Linked DNA regions of Ovis aries: region 2 is linked to region 1. The links are chromatin contacts, called in public Hi-C maps. All regions are on one chromosome and are shown on one strand. The core of a region is the stretch at or near the end of the contact, and the rest is flanking DNA. Distances in the headings are between cores, read along the strand shown.

The links. A called contact is a pair of places that touch in the nucleus more often than the background predicts.
Region 2: a Hi-C map of hypothalamus shows a contact between it and region 1, with 5 times the contacts expected there. The contact joins two enhancer-like sites. A contact is called at or near these places in 4 of 16 Hi-C or Micro-C datasets (hypothalamus, liver and tail adipose tissue).

What each region holds. Positions count from the first base shown.
Region 1 is chr21:27,561,470-27,568,050 of ARS-UI_Ramb_v3.0, reverse strand. All of the region lies in intron 1 of KIRREL3 (kirre like nephrin family adhesion molecule 3), which reads left to right. Among named protein-coding and RNA genes, the nearest start is that of TRNAG-CCC, 18 kb to the left of the region's middle. Within about 2 kb of position 4,195, at least 9 of the 54 cell types and tissues checked have an H3K27ac peak or open chromatin away from gene starts, as enhancers often do. A contact at or near this core is called in hypothalamus, where this site is marked.
Region 2 is chr21:27,805,942-27,812,686 of ARS-UI_Ramb_v3.0, reverse strand. The region is part of intron 1 of KIRREL3 (kirre like nephrin family adhesion molecule 3); the gene reads left to right. Among named protein-coding and RNA genes, the nearest start is that of KIRREL3, 11 kb to the left of the region's middle. Within about 2 kb of position 3,851, at least 11 of the 54 cell types and tissues checked have an H3K27ac peak or open chromatin away from gene starts, as enhancers often do. A contact at or near this core is called in hypothalamus, where this site is marked.

The sequences.
Region 1 (6,581 bases), core at 2,946-5,445:
AAGGGGAAGCGGGGTGCTTCCTATTCCAGGTAGCAATTTTTTTAAAAAAAGTTTTCACTGGGAAAAAAATTGGTGAGCTCAAACCTAGTAGGAATCTAGCACTAATCACTTCCTCACCTCTCAGCCTGCTGGCAGGACAGGGAGCAATTAATCACCCTGAGGAGTGAGGTGGGTCCGACTCTCCCTGCTGAGGTCAACTGCGATGCTATGCCGCTGCTTCTAAACTGCCTGGGTCCCTTTGCCTGATCGTTGATCTCACTAAAGGGAAACAGTGAAGAGAATCATAGTAGCACCCTCTTCCCCTAAGGAAAAGGGCTTTCTTTGATTAAAAAAAAAAAAAAGGCTTTCCCCTAAGTCCTATGGAAAAGGGCTTTCTTTGATAAAAAATAATAATAATAATAACTGTAGAAGTAAATAATGGTGAGCCAGCAATTGTCGGTAAGAACATTGTTTATTCCACAGCCAAATTCTGGAGCCACAACCCTGCCTGAATATAGCCTGAGGACACCTGAGATGAGGGAACCCACCTGCCATGTGCCCCTTGGGGGCCACAGAGCAGGTGCTGCAGTGGATTGCCAGCTGTGAGATGCTCCTGGTCCTTGGGAGGATGTAGGCATGATGGCCCAGACTATTCCTTTGCTCTGAGCTCTCTGTAATTTGGACCTGGCCTGGAAAGGAGAAATACTGGGATGAGAGTAGAAAAGGAACACAGGGGCTTAACTCTGTGGGGTAAGACTCCGGCAACCCACTCCAGTATTCTTGCTTGCAGAATCCCATGGACAGAGGAGCCTAGTGGGCTACAGTCCATGGGGTTGCAAAGAGTCAGACATGACTGAAGCGACTTAGTGCACACACACACACAAACATGCACACACCTGCACACGGGGCCCCAGAAACTGACAGCTCAAGCCCCAAGCAGCTGGGTATGATGTTCCACTTGTGTGTTAAATAACATAAACCCAGTATTCAGGGCCTCCAGGTCCAGAGTGAAGGAGAGGGTGGTAACCAAGATCACATAAACTGAGACCCATGGAATGAGGGGAGAATTGTTTTGGGGATGGAGGTCCAGTCATCACTGGCTCACAGAGGGCTGACCGGAGCCTCCTGAGGCAGCAGGGTGCCGCGGAGAAGGAGACGGACATTAGAGACACATGTGAGGAGGGAAGGTCCTCTGCACCCCTGGAAAAAGTGCCTCTAGTGAGAGCAAAGTGGGAGCATCACAGTCCTGAAGCCATAGTGCCGCCTATTTGTAGGATAGATACCCGTAGCTTGCAGAGTGCAATCATCTTCTCCATCGGCACCTAGCTAAGGAAGGTAGTGAGAAGCAGGATGCAGGCAGAACAAATACTTGCTGAGGCTGTCGCGCTGCTGCTGTCAGCCTGGTGACCACGATGACCTCCTGTCGGATGCCTTTCCTGGAAAAACTGAGTTATGTTTCATTTTACCCCAGGGTATGCGGGTGAGTGGGTTAGATGGGGGGTGGGGGGGGCGACTTAGCATTTTATTCATCCTGATCTGAATCCTTTTTCAAACTCAAATGGCATGCATAATCTTTGCCTTAATTAAAGCTTCTGAAATATCACTGGGCATCCATGTAACCCCACCTTTCCTTGCCCTCTACAAAGAAGGAGGATGGGGGAGCTTTGCTGGGGAAAGAGGTGGGGGAGGACTGTGCAGAGTTGTAGGGGGAAAAGAAAAAGATACCGGAAAAGAGAGGAAAGATTCTGGAGGCAGAAGCCAGGAGAGCTGGAATGTCGGCTGGAAACTAAGTGGGATCGTTATTCAGAGTCTGATGTTTTCAGAGAAGAAAGGGAGGGAGATGGAGACACGGAATTCACTGGGCACCTACTGGGGTCCACGGCCCCACGTGTGTGGGGGCTGCTTCCATCGTCCTGACCTGACAGGTAAGGAAACCGAGGCTCCAAAGCCTGGAAACTTGTTCAAGGCCATACAGCAAGTACGGGGGCAGGTAGGCTTCAGTCCTGCGCTGGGGGCACCCTGCTCACCTCGCCCCAAGCCCCGCCTGTGTTCCGGCCCCTCCTCAGGGACACACTTCTTGAATCACTTATTAGGCTGTTCTCACAGATTCCATGCCTGTGTCCTGTGGCTCCAGAGAGGCTAGACCCCTCAAGAGAGGGTCCCCATCAGCTGTGGCCTTTGCAATGCTTCTTGCCCTCTGCACTCCCGTGCCCTCTCCTTCCCCTCACCCCACCAAGAGCACCGTTCAGGGCTCAGCAAATGGTGAGAAATGAGCAGAGCCATTCTGCCCAGACGTGGACCTTCCTGAGGTCATTTGCTTCCAGCATCCCAGCCACAAGGCTGGTTATGTACTTGTCACATCACAGAATGCCAAGCTGCAAGGAATTCCAGCCAGCATCCAGCCTAACTCCGCTATTTGGCTCCAGAAGGAGGCGAGTGGTTCAAAATCACACAGCTGGTTAGTGACGGAGCCAGAATGGGCTCTCGACCCCAGCCCGGCATTCATTCCTCTCCGCCAGACGAGGAGAGGAAGGTGTCTGGGAGTCAGGACGGGGCTCCTGCACCCCTGACCCCCTCCTCCTACCTTGCCATGCTCTCCAGCGTCAATGCCAAGAGCCCTGAGTATGACTGACATCTGAGAATGTATCTCTAGAGCTGTCAGCAACAACCAAAGAAACAAAGGAGGAACTGGGGGCCAAGAGTGGGTTGGAAGGGACTGGTGGAAAGAGGGCCCCAAATTCTACAGAGTTGGTCCGCAGCTCTGACTTAGCTTTTACCTGCAGGGAATCTGCCTGGCAGGTTGACAGAGGAGAACAAGACAGGAGCCCCCACCCCTGGGTTCCCCATGGAAAGTCTCCACAGCAAAGGTTTCTGTTGAGGGTCACATAACAAAGATCCAACTTAACAACCACAAGAGCGCTCATTTCCCCGTCATCTGGAGGAGCCTGACTCTCTCCGTGGTTTCCTGTGGCTTCTCCAGCTCCCACTGCCATGTCCCGACTCCAGTCGACGGGAAGGGGAGAGACAGAGGGAAGCACTGATCTCTTCCTTTTAATCCAGAAGCTGTACTCACTCCTTCTGCTTACGTCCAGTTCGCCAGGAACTGATCACACAGCTGCAAGGAAGGATGGGGAATGTGGATGTATTCTGGGCAGCCTTGCTTTCTACTGATACTTAGGGTGTTCTTTAGTAGTAGCTAAAAAAGCAGAGCAGAATACATGTTAAAGGACATCTAATTTGGAAAAAGAAAAAAAGGCTCAGTGGTAAAGAATCTGCCTGCCAGTGCAGGAGATGCAAGAGATGAAGGTTCAATCCCTGGGTCGGGAGGATCCCCTGGAGGAAGAAATGGCAACTCTCTCCAGAATTCTTGCTTGGAAAATCCAACGGGCAGAGGAGCCTGGCGGGCTGTAGTTCATGGGGTCTCGAGGAGTCGGACACGACTGAGTGATTGAACGTGCACGCAGCACAGTGGGAAATAAACAAATGAAGAAAGGACCTCTAGTAATGTTTGTGAGATTATTTCTAATGAAACTTGTGCATCTGCTTTGGCCACCAATGCAACCCAGCTTCCCTAGCTGAGGGAGGGGGTCCTACTGTGAGGCAGCCCCAAATGAATGGCAAGTGAGCCAAGAGGAACAACCGGGAGACCCAGACTAAATTCAATTATGGGAGATTCAGAGCTAGATATCAGAAAATGAGATTGAAAGCAGGGGGCAACCTCCTGGGGAGGCTCCCTCAGAGATTTTATAGGAAAGAAGATAAAACCAAGAAGAAACAGCAGAGATCATAACTCAGCTCCAACCCCCAGGGGCTGAGTGGGGTGCCCACCGCTCTACCTCGAATATATGGAGACTACACGGTAATTACATTTTCACAAAATTAGTTAGCGTTAAGAGGAACTACGTCCCAAAGTAATAACAACATAACCATATAATCTGCTTTGTGAGTTAGGCTTGCATTTGCTTCCTAAATCCTCTTCCCAATTGCTGATCTTGACACTTCAGGGCATATACAATGCACTGTCAACTGATAACCTCACCTGGAAGGAACAAGCATCAGAGGGTGGAACGGAGGGTGTCTTAGTCTATGGGAGGCAGGAGGAATAGACTCTGGACACTGCCCTCTGCTGGTGACCAGAAGCAAATCATCATCCCTGCAAGTCTGGATGGGTAAGAAACTCTCCCTAGAGGCCAGGCCACCACAGTCCCCCGCAGCCAGCTGCAGGCAGAGCTGCCAGTAGCCTTGGCCTGGGCAGAGTGCCTGGGATCTGACAAGCTGACTGCTATCCCTCTTCCTTTATTTAGGCCGTGCATGACCCCGAGCCCCTGTCAACTCCGTTTCCACCCAGAGTTTCCATTCTTCTCAGACTGGTCAGGACAGGGATTCCAGGGCCTAGCAGATTCTTCAAAAGAATGGAGGACATTGGAGGAAGTGGACCACCCCCATGCCCATCCCATACGACCCCTATGGTTCAGCATCAAGGAATATGTAGACGGACTGACCTTCAGCTTCTTACTGTATGTATGGTAAGCAGTATTTGTTGTCCCAGAAGGTGAACAGGACAAGAGAATAGCCACCTTCCTAAGCTCCCTAAACCAGAGTGACCACCCTCCTTTAATGTGTGTGTGTGTGTGTGTGCACTCAGTCACGTCCGAGCCTTTGCAGCCCCGTGGACTGCAGCCTGCCAGGCTTCTCTGTTCATGGAATGCTCCAGGCAAGAATCCTGGAGTGGGTTGCCATTTCCTCCTCCAGGGGATCTTCCCGACCCTAGGGTCAAACCCACGTCTCTTGTGTCTCCTGCATTGGCAGGCAGATTCTTCACCAACTGTGCCACCTGGGAAGCCCACCCTCCCTTAAGTCCTAAAACGCACATGGTACGTTCCAGCTTATCAAATATTTCCACAGCCACAAGTTCATTTAATTCTCAAGACAATTCTATCAGTTGGTCGTATCATTCCTGTTCTATTGCTGAGACACAGAGGTAGTTTGCCAAAGGTCACGCAGCTGATAGTGATGGAGCTAAGGCTGGAATCATGATCAATGATGTCAAGTCCTAGACTTGTTCCAGAACATCACAAAGGCCTTGGGACTTGCCTGGTGGTCCAGTGTTTAAGAATCTGCTTTCCAAAGCAGGGGACATGGATTCGATCCCTGGTCAGGGAACTAAGATCCCTGACCACAGGGCAACCATGCCACAGGGCAATTAAGCCTGTGTGCTGCAACTAGAGAAGCCCCCGCATGCCACAATGAAGACCTAATGCAACCCTCCCCCCCCAAAAAAAATCCCATGGCCTCCGAGCTCCTAGCAGACCCTGAATGGAGCACTAGCCCAGGTGGGTGTGGCACTGCGTCATAGTGGGTATGTCTTGCTCTGTGATTATCCTGTGTGGTCTTGGGTTTGTGGTTGCTCCCTGCAACTATGTTGCAAGTCAGTGAGACCAGGGAGGGACTCTTGTGCCCTCTTTGGATCCCTAGCATCAAGCTCAAGATGGAACATAAAGGAGGACCTCAAACGTGAATGAAATAGATGGCGATGGTCCACAGAAATGCAAGCTGTGAGAACACACTAGAGGGACTTCCCTGGGGATCCAGTGATTAAGACTTCACCTTCCAATGCAGGGGACATGGATTTGATTCCTGGTGGGGGAACTAAGATCCCACATGCCTCCTGGCAAAAAAAAAAAAAAAAGATAAAACAGAAGCAATATTGTAACAAATTCAATAAAGACTTCAAAATTGTTTCAGTTCAGTTCAGTTCAGTCACTCAGTCATGTCCGACTCTTTGCGACCCCATGAATCGCAGCACTCCAGGCCTGCCTGTCCATCACCAACTCCCGGAGTTCACTCAGACTCATGTCCATCGAAGCAGTGATGCCATCCAGCCATCTCATCCTCTGTCGTCCCCTTCTTCTCCTGCCCCCAATCCCTCCCATCATCAAAGTCTTTTCCAATGAGTCAACTCTTTGCATGAGGTGGCCAAAGTACTGGAGTTTCAGCTTTAGCATTATTCCTTCCAAAGAAATCCCAGGGTTGATCTCCTTCAGAACAGACTGGTTAGATCTCCTTGCAGTCCAAGGGACTCTCAAGAGTCTTCTCCAACACCACAGTTCAAACTCATCAATTCTTTGGTGCTCAACCTTCTTCACAGTCCAACTCTCACATCCATACATGACTACTGGAAAACCATAGCCTTGACTAGATGGACATTAGTCGGCAAAGTAATATCTCTGCTTTTGAATATGCTATCTAGGTTGGTCATAATTTTTCTTCCAAGGAGTAAGTGTCTTTTAATTTCATGGCTGCAATCACCATCTGCAGTGATTTTGGAGCCCCCCAAAATAAAGCCTGACACTGTTTCCACTCTTTCCCATCTGTTTCCCATGAAGTGATGGGACCAGATGTCATGATCTTCGTTTTCTGAATGTTGAGCTTTAAGCCAACTTTTTCATCCTCCTCTTTCACTTTCATCAAGAAGCTTTTTAGTTCCTCTTCACTTTCTGCCATAAGGGTGGTGTTATCTGCATATCTGAGGTTATTGATATTTCTCCCAGCAATCTTGATTCCAGCTTGTGTTTCTTCCAGTCCAGCGTTTCTCATGATGT
Region 2 (6,745 bases), core at 2,602-5,101, 240 kb before region 1:
GACCATGGAGAAGGCCGAAGCAGGGATGGTCAACTACACACTGGACTGTTAGTCTGATGGACTGTGCCGGGAATGAGAGTTTCCAGTGTCTGGGGCCCCTGGCAGACTAGGCTGAGGTGGAAGCAGCCTGAGGACGAATGCTAAATAAAAAAGGGAGACTAGGACAGGATGAGACAAGCGAGAGGCGCCTGGGGACAGTCTGCCAGGGATTTCTTTCCTGTTCTCAAGAGGCAGCTAAGCTTCCCTGGCATCGCGGGCAGCAAGGTTACAAGCTAAATGATTGTACTCAGATGTTAGAAATGCTTCCTGATCTCTAGCAGGAAGTAACCTTTCATTCAAGAGTAAAGAACATCATCAGGTCCACCCACGTGTTCTACAGTCCGGTCTGTTCTCTTCAGGAAATGGCAGGGTGGGGGGAGGCGGTGCTGGCAGGACAAGCTCAGGGGTGAAGCCAACCCTGCATCGTGGTGCAGGAAGGAGACCGTGGCACCTCCAAGAGCGTCCGCAGCTAACCCTAGTGTCTCCTGAAAGGCTCAGACTGGAATTCGGGCCATCAGAAATGGAGGAGTCAGCATGGACAGCAGGTCCTTCTGTATAGCACAGGGAACTATATTCAGTGTCCAGTGTCCCATAATGGAAAAGAATACTAAAAAAGAATGTGTAAGTGTGTACAACTGAATCACTTTGCTCTACATCAGAAATTAATGCAACATTGTAATTCAACCATACTTCAGTAAAGATAATAACAAAGTGAATCTCCTGCTGGCAAATAATAATTGATGATAATGGAAGAGTTGGTTCCTATGAAGTAGGTTGAAGAATAGACTCAGTGCACTTCAGTCACTCAGTCGTGTCCGACTCTTTGTGCCCCATGAACTGCAGCACTCCAGGCCTCCCTGTCCATCACCAACTCCCGGAGTCCACCCAAACCCATGTCCATTGAGTCGGTGATGCCATCCAGCCATCTCATCCTCTGTCGTCCCCTTCTCCTCCTGCCCTCAATCTTTCCCAGCATCAGGGTCTTTTCAAATGAGTCAGCTCTTCCCATCAGGTGGCCAAAGTATTGGAGTTTCAGCTTCAACATCAGTCCTTCCAATGAACACCCAGGACTGATCTCCTTTAGGATGGACTGGTTGGATCTCCTTGCAGTCCAAGGGACTCTCAAGAGTCTTCTCCAACACCACAGTTCAAAAGCATCAATTCTTCGGTGCTCAGCTTTCTTTATAGTCCAACTCTCACATCCATACATGACCACTGGAAAAACCATTGCCTTGACTAGATGGACCTTAGTCAGCAAAGTAATGTCTCTGCTTTTGAATATGCTGTCTAGGTTGGTCATAACTTTCCTTCCAAGGAGTAAGTGTCTTTTAATTTCATGGCTGCAATCACCATCTGCAGTGATTTTGGAGCCCAGAAAAATAAAGTCTGACACTGTTTCCCCATCTATTTGCCATGAAGTGATGGGACCAGATGCCAAGATCTTAGTTTTCTGAATGTTGAGCCTCAAGCCAACTTTTTCACTCTCTTATTTCACTTTCATCAAGAGGCTCTTTAGGTCTTCTTCACTTTCTACCATAAGGGTGGTGTCATCTGCATATCTGAGGTTATTGATACATCTCCTGGCAATCTTGATTCCAGCTTGTGTTTCCTCCAGCCCTAGATGACATCAAAATTCCAAGAGTTCCTAAATATTTTCTATTAACAGCAAGCTATTTAGACAATACATTCTTCTACCATCTAGGAGGTCTGTGGAGAAGGCAATGGCACCCCACTCCAATACTCTTGCCTGGAAAATCCCATGGGCGGAGAAGCCTGGTAGGCTGCAGTCCATGGGGTCACTAAGAGTCGGACACAACTGAGCAACTTCACTCTCACTTTTCACTTTCCTGCATTGGAGAAGGAAATGGCAACCCACTCCAGTGTTCTTTCCTGGAGAATCCCAGGGACGGGGGAGCCTGGTGGGCTGCCGTCTATGGGGTCGCACAGAGTCGGACATGGCTGAAGTGACTTAGCAGCAGCAGTAGCAGTAGGAGGTCTGTGATGTGTTACCGATCTCTTTGTCCAGCTCATTTTCTTGCAGGTACTAGACAGATTCCTTGGGTTGTGGTTGGTGGCAGCAGCAGTGGCCATAATTACGGTGGTCAGGATGACAATGATGATAATTTAGTGTGTGTATATGACCTTCCGCAAGCGGTGCTTCATTCACCGCCGTGATAGCAGTGAGAGTCATCTACTGTCATAAACCTCGGAGCGGTTCGGCTGATGACTGCATTGGCTCCCCATCCAGCTGACTGTGTGGTCCAGAAGCCTTGGCGCATCTCAAGATGCTGGTGGATCCACATCAGCAAAACGGACGGATGCAGGAGAAGCTGCTAAGCTGGAGCCTGAGATGAGCCATGTTCTTAGAACCTGTGTGAGTCCTCATTGCCCAGGCACAGAGAAGGGCGTTGGGGGTTCCTTATGGAAATTGGGAAGCTAACCTTTGAACAGTGACCCCAAGTTGCAGCTCTCTCCCTTGTTTTTACTCCAGACTCTTCCTGAGTTGATCCCTTCCTTTGTCTGACCTTCAGTGTTACCTTGAGGATTCAAGGTTTCCAGTCCCCTCTTCCCAGGGAGAAATGATAGGTTGGCCTTTTGGGCTGAATAGCAACCAAGGAGATGCTACCTAGGAAACTCCTTTGTGACTGTTTTGACAAAAGCGAAAGCAAACACAAGGCAGGTGCTTTTCTTAGCTGGTTGATTAAAACCTCCATTTCTTTTATAGCCTGTGTGTCACATACTACTCAGCACTTAGGAGGTGAATGAATATTGAAATACTGAAGCATGGACTTCCCTTGCAGTCCAGCAGTTAAGACTCCATGCTTCCGCTGCAGGGAAGCGCAGGTTCAATCCCTGGTCAGGGAAGTTCTGCATGCCACGAGTGTGGCCAAAAAAATGGAATGTGAGAAAAAGTGAAAGAAAGAAAAAGCAGTCCCTCTGACACCCCCACTTCACCACACACCAGAGCAGAAGCTGAGACGCCCCCACAGAGGACAGAGGAAAGACCCTGAGAGTTTAAAGTATGGTCTTGCCCCATAGGAAGCTCTTCCTCTCCCAGCAAGGCCTTGAATGGCCATCGGGTCACCAGGAACACTGCCAAGAGAAATACCCTCTGGCAGCCACTGACCCCTCCCAAGAAACAGTCGGGCCTTCTGTTCTCTCCTGCATGCCAGTCCCCATCTCTGTCAGCCGCCTGCACGCGTCACAGGTGTCACAGCTCCGGTGTGACAGGCCACCTGTCACCTTTGGCGATGCTGGGAGCTATGACAGCTTCAGAGTGGCATGGGGCCGGGCTGGCTCATCATGCAGGCGTGCAGGGAACAGGAACTTGACTTGTCTCCTGGGGACCCGTCCCAGTGCCGCACAGGGAGCGACCGCCTTCCTTCCCTGCCCCAGTACCCTGGTCACAGAGAGAGAACAACTGCCAATTAATCTCCCCGTGGCTTTGTTCTCTATGTCCGAGGGCCCGCACTTTTCTATGCCTTGCTTAAGGATGCTGGCGTCTACCCCACGATCACAGGAAGTGTCATTCTTTGGGGAGCTGGACTCTGAAGCCTTTGTCTTGCATAAGACACTGGGTCCGTGTGTCTGGTGCGGAGAGGGCCTGTGTTTGTCTTAGGACCACATTGGTCAAGAGCTGTTGGAACATTAAATAGAAAGTTTGGGGATCTTAAAAACCAGGTGAGCTATGCAGTTCCTACATCTGCCTGATGGTGGCAGCAGCAGCGCTTGCAAAGCCCAAGAGTGAGCTGAGAGCAGGCGGCCCAAGGCCATCCCTTAGTACCAGGAAGAGAGGCTCCCAGGCCAGGGTAATAGGGCCCCTCTCTGCCCCGGGCCACCGGGCTGGGGCAGCTGAGGGTGGGCAGAGGGCATGGGAGGGAGGAGCAGACTTTCCTGGGAGCAGAGGCTCCCCAAGGAGGCTCGCTTCCTTTCTCCTCTTTCTGATGGATAAGAGGGCAGAGTGCTAAGGGGGATGCATGCCTGCGTGAAATGGCAAGAGGTAGGTGGGCACAGTTAAAACTGCTCAAGAGGCTTGGAAGAGCTACAGAGAGAGGGAGTGAGAGAGCTCTCAGCTAGTGAGGTCTGTCCTGGGGGTGATGGGTGGGCTAGTCCTCCCAGGCAGGCGGCTGGCAGCCAGGAATCCTGCTTCTCCCCAGGGGAGCCCATGCTCCTCTCAAGTGTTTGCCCCTTTAATGATCCAAGAGCCAGTATTTCTGCTGCTGCTCCACTCTGCTGCCGAAAAAGCCAAACAAACATGCTCAAATTAGTCCTCATTATCCCTGATCTCCTGGGCAGGCTCAAGAGGAGTCACACTGTTTTTACCTCTGGACTGAAACAGTCACCATTAAAAAATTGCTGCGAGCCATGGCTGCTTGTTTGAAAGTGTGTCTTTCTGGGCAGGGTAACCAAATCCTGACGTGGGCACTGGTAGCTGATGCCCTGTGCTCTGTCTGAGGGAAGTGGAGGGGTCCTCTTGGTCCCAAGAACTCCTGGTCTCTTCCTTTATCTTCTAGGGGGAGGCAGCTGCCTTGTTTGCCTTTTGAGAATTACAAGCAGGATGGACCAAAGGCTCCGGGTCAAACCACATACATCATAAACTAAGATAGTGGGCTGTGGGATGACAAGTTATCTTTTGAGCATCCCTCACCAGTCTCCTCTGTGTAGCCTGAGGGGCTGGTGGAACTGGCCATTTATGTTGCCTGAAATTGTCAGACCTTGCGTGGCCGACCATTAGGTTTCAGTTGCCAGTGGGATTAGATGAGGTTTGCTCAAGCCCGAGCAGCCTCCCACACCTGAGTCACCACCACCGTCCCTCGCTGCTTTCTCAGGAGCCAGGAGAGCTGCCATCTGCCCAGTCCTCACTGCCTGTCTTCCTGAGGGTGGGAGAGGTTGCAGTGGGGTTGGGATGAGGTAGGATGCTCTGTCCATTCTACTAACAGCTCCGCTGGCACATGGCAGTGAGCATCTCATGTCAGAGAAGAAAACCATTGGCATAAGGTTTGCAAAACCTCATTTGAAACTGCAGATTGGATGCTAACACAGGTCAGAGAGGAAAAGCAGAGCTGTGTAATTTGAGAATTTGCTAAAAAATAATAGAGGTAGCTCTCTTCCCCACACGAAAAGGTGTTGCAGCAAGGTGATATGTGCCTTTGGTCCTCTGCTTTGCTGTCCCCCAATTTGGCCACTTGATGCCCTTTCTCCTTTTACAAACATAGTCTTCCTTCTGGGCCCCTTCCATAGAGAGGGGGAATGGTGAGAACAGAAAAGAAGCAAAACTTCTCATAATCTCCTTGTGTTTCTCTAATATTGATGCCCTAAGCTGGAACCAGCCATGGGAAGGCTATACTGAGGCCTGTGGCCAGGTCCTTTGTTGAGTTGGCCTGCATTCACCTACTTAATCCTCTCAGCCATGTGACAAAAAGCCCGGACTGTCATACCCATTTGCAGATGAGAACTACTGAGGCTTAGATTCCATAACTTGCCCATAGGTCATACCACCACGGACTGTAGCCCACCAGGCTCCTCTGTCCATGGAGTTCTCCAGGCAAGAATACTGGAGTGGGTTGCCATTTCCTTCTCCAGGGGATCTTCCCAACCCAGCGACCAAGCCCAGGTCTCTTGCATTGCAAACGGACATTTTACCATCTGAGCCACCGAGGAAGTCCAGTAAGCACAGGACCATCACTTCAGACACTCGGATGAAGACCCAAATCCTTTGCTGCCCATCCCTTGAGGAGGAATTCTGGTCCCACGGGTCCTTTGTAAGCCACAGAAACCTCTGGCATCACCTCTGGTCTTTCTCCTTCCTAACTTGTAGCACTTGAGAAAAAGCACTGATAAAAATGAAAGAAGTCATCACCCCTTATGCAAAAGCACGAGTAAGAATTTGAGAAGCTTTCCTCCACGGCTGGCGCTGCTCTTTACCTCCACCCCTCGCCAGTTCAGCTTAACATTTTGAAAGCCAAGTGCTAATTTCGTCGTGAGAATCTACCACCTAACTTTCCCTCTGTGGATTGATTTTTTAAAAAAGTGAAACCCCATTCTGCTTAGGGAGAAGTTAGCCTGGTATGAGCCATGCCCTGTGAGAACGGAGCTACTCCACAGGAAAAGAAACTCAGGACATCAAAACCCTCCTTTGTGTCAAGTCTAGTAGAATAAAAATGTCAGAAGACCACATACTTCTGAAATGATTAATACTGGTCATTAGGAAGAAATAGAAAGGACTCTTGGAAAGCAGAGGAGTCTGCATGCTGTTTAGCCTTCGACTCTCCTCGCTTTGGATCCAGCAGCAGGTACATCTTATCTTGTGTCAGAAGTTATTTCTGAAGATGGCTTATATCTACCTAGGCCATGCTTGAAATCATAATATTGATTTAAGATAGACACTTATGATAAACTAGCAAAACATGAAAGTTCTTCGAAGTTTTCAAAGCTCCTTTAGATTGAATCAGAGGAATATAGAGGCAGAATGCCAGGCTGGAAGATCCCCACGTGAAAGACGAAACCCTCCTTCTTATGCCGCCGACTAAGTCCTTTAGTGGAACACACGGATCACATCAGCAGTGTGCTGTCAGCCGTTGCCGGGGCTCCAAATCCACCTGGATGCCCGTTTCTCTGGACATGAGCTTTGCCTTGGGTTTTTCTCTTCATCAAATCAGGGCAGGGGTATTTACAGATAGAAATCCATACTTTATAACTGAAAGCA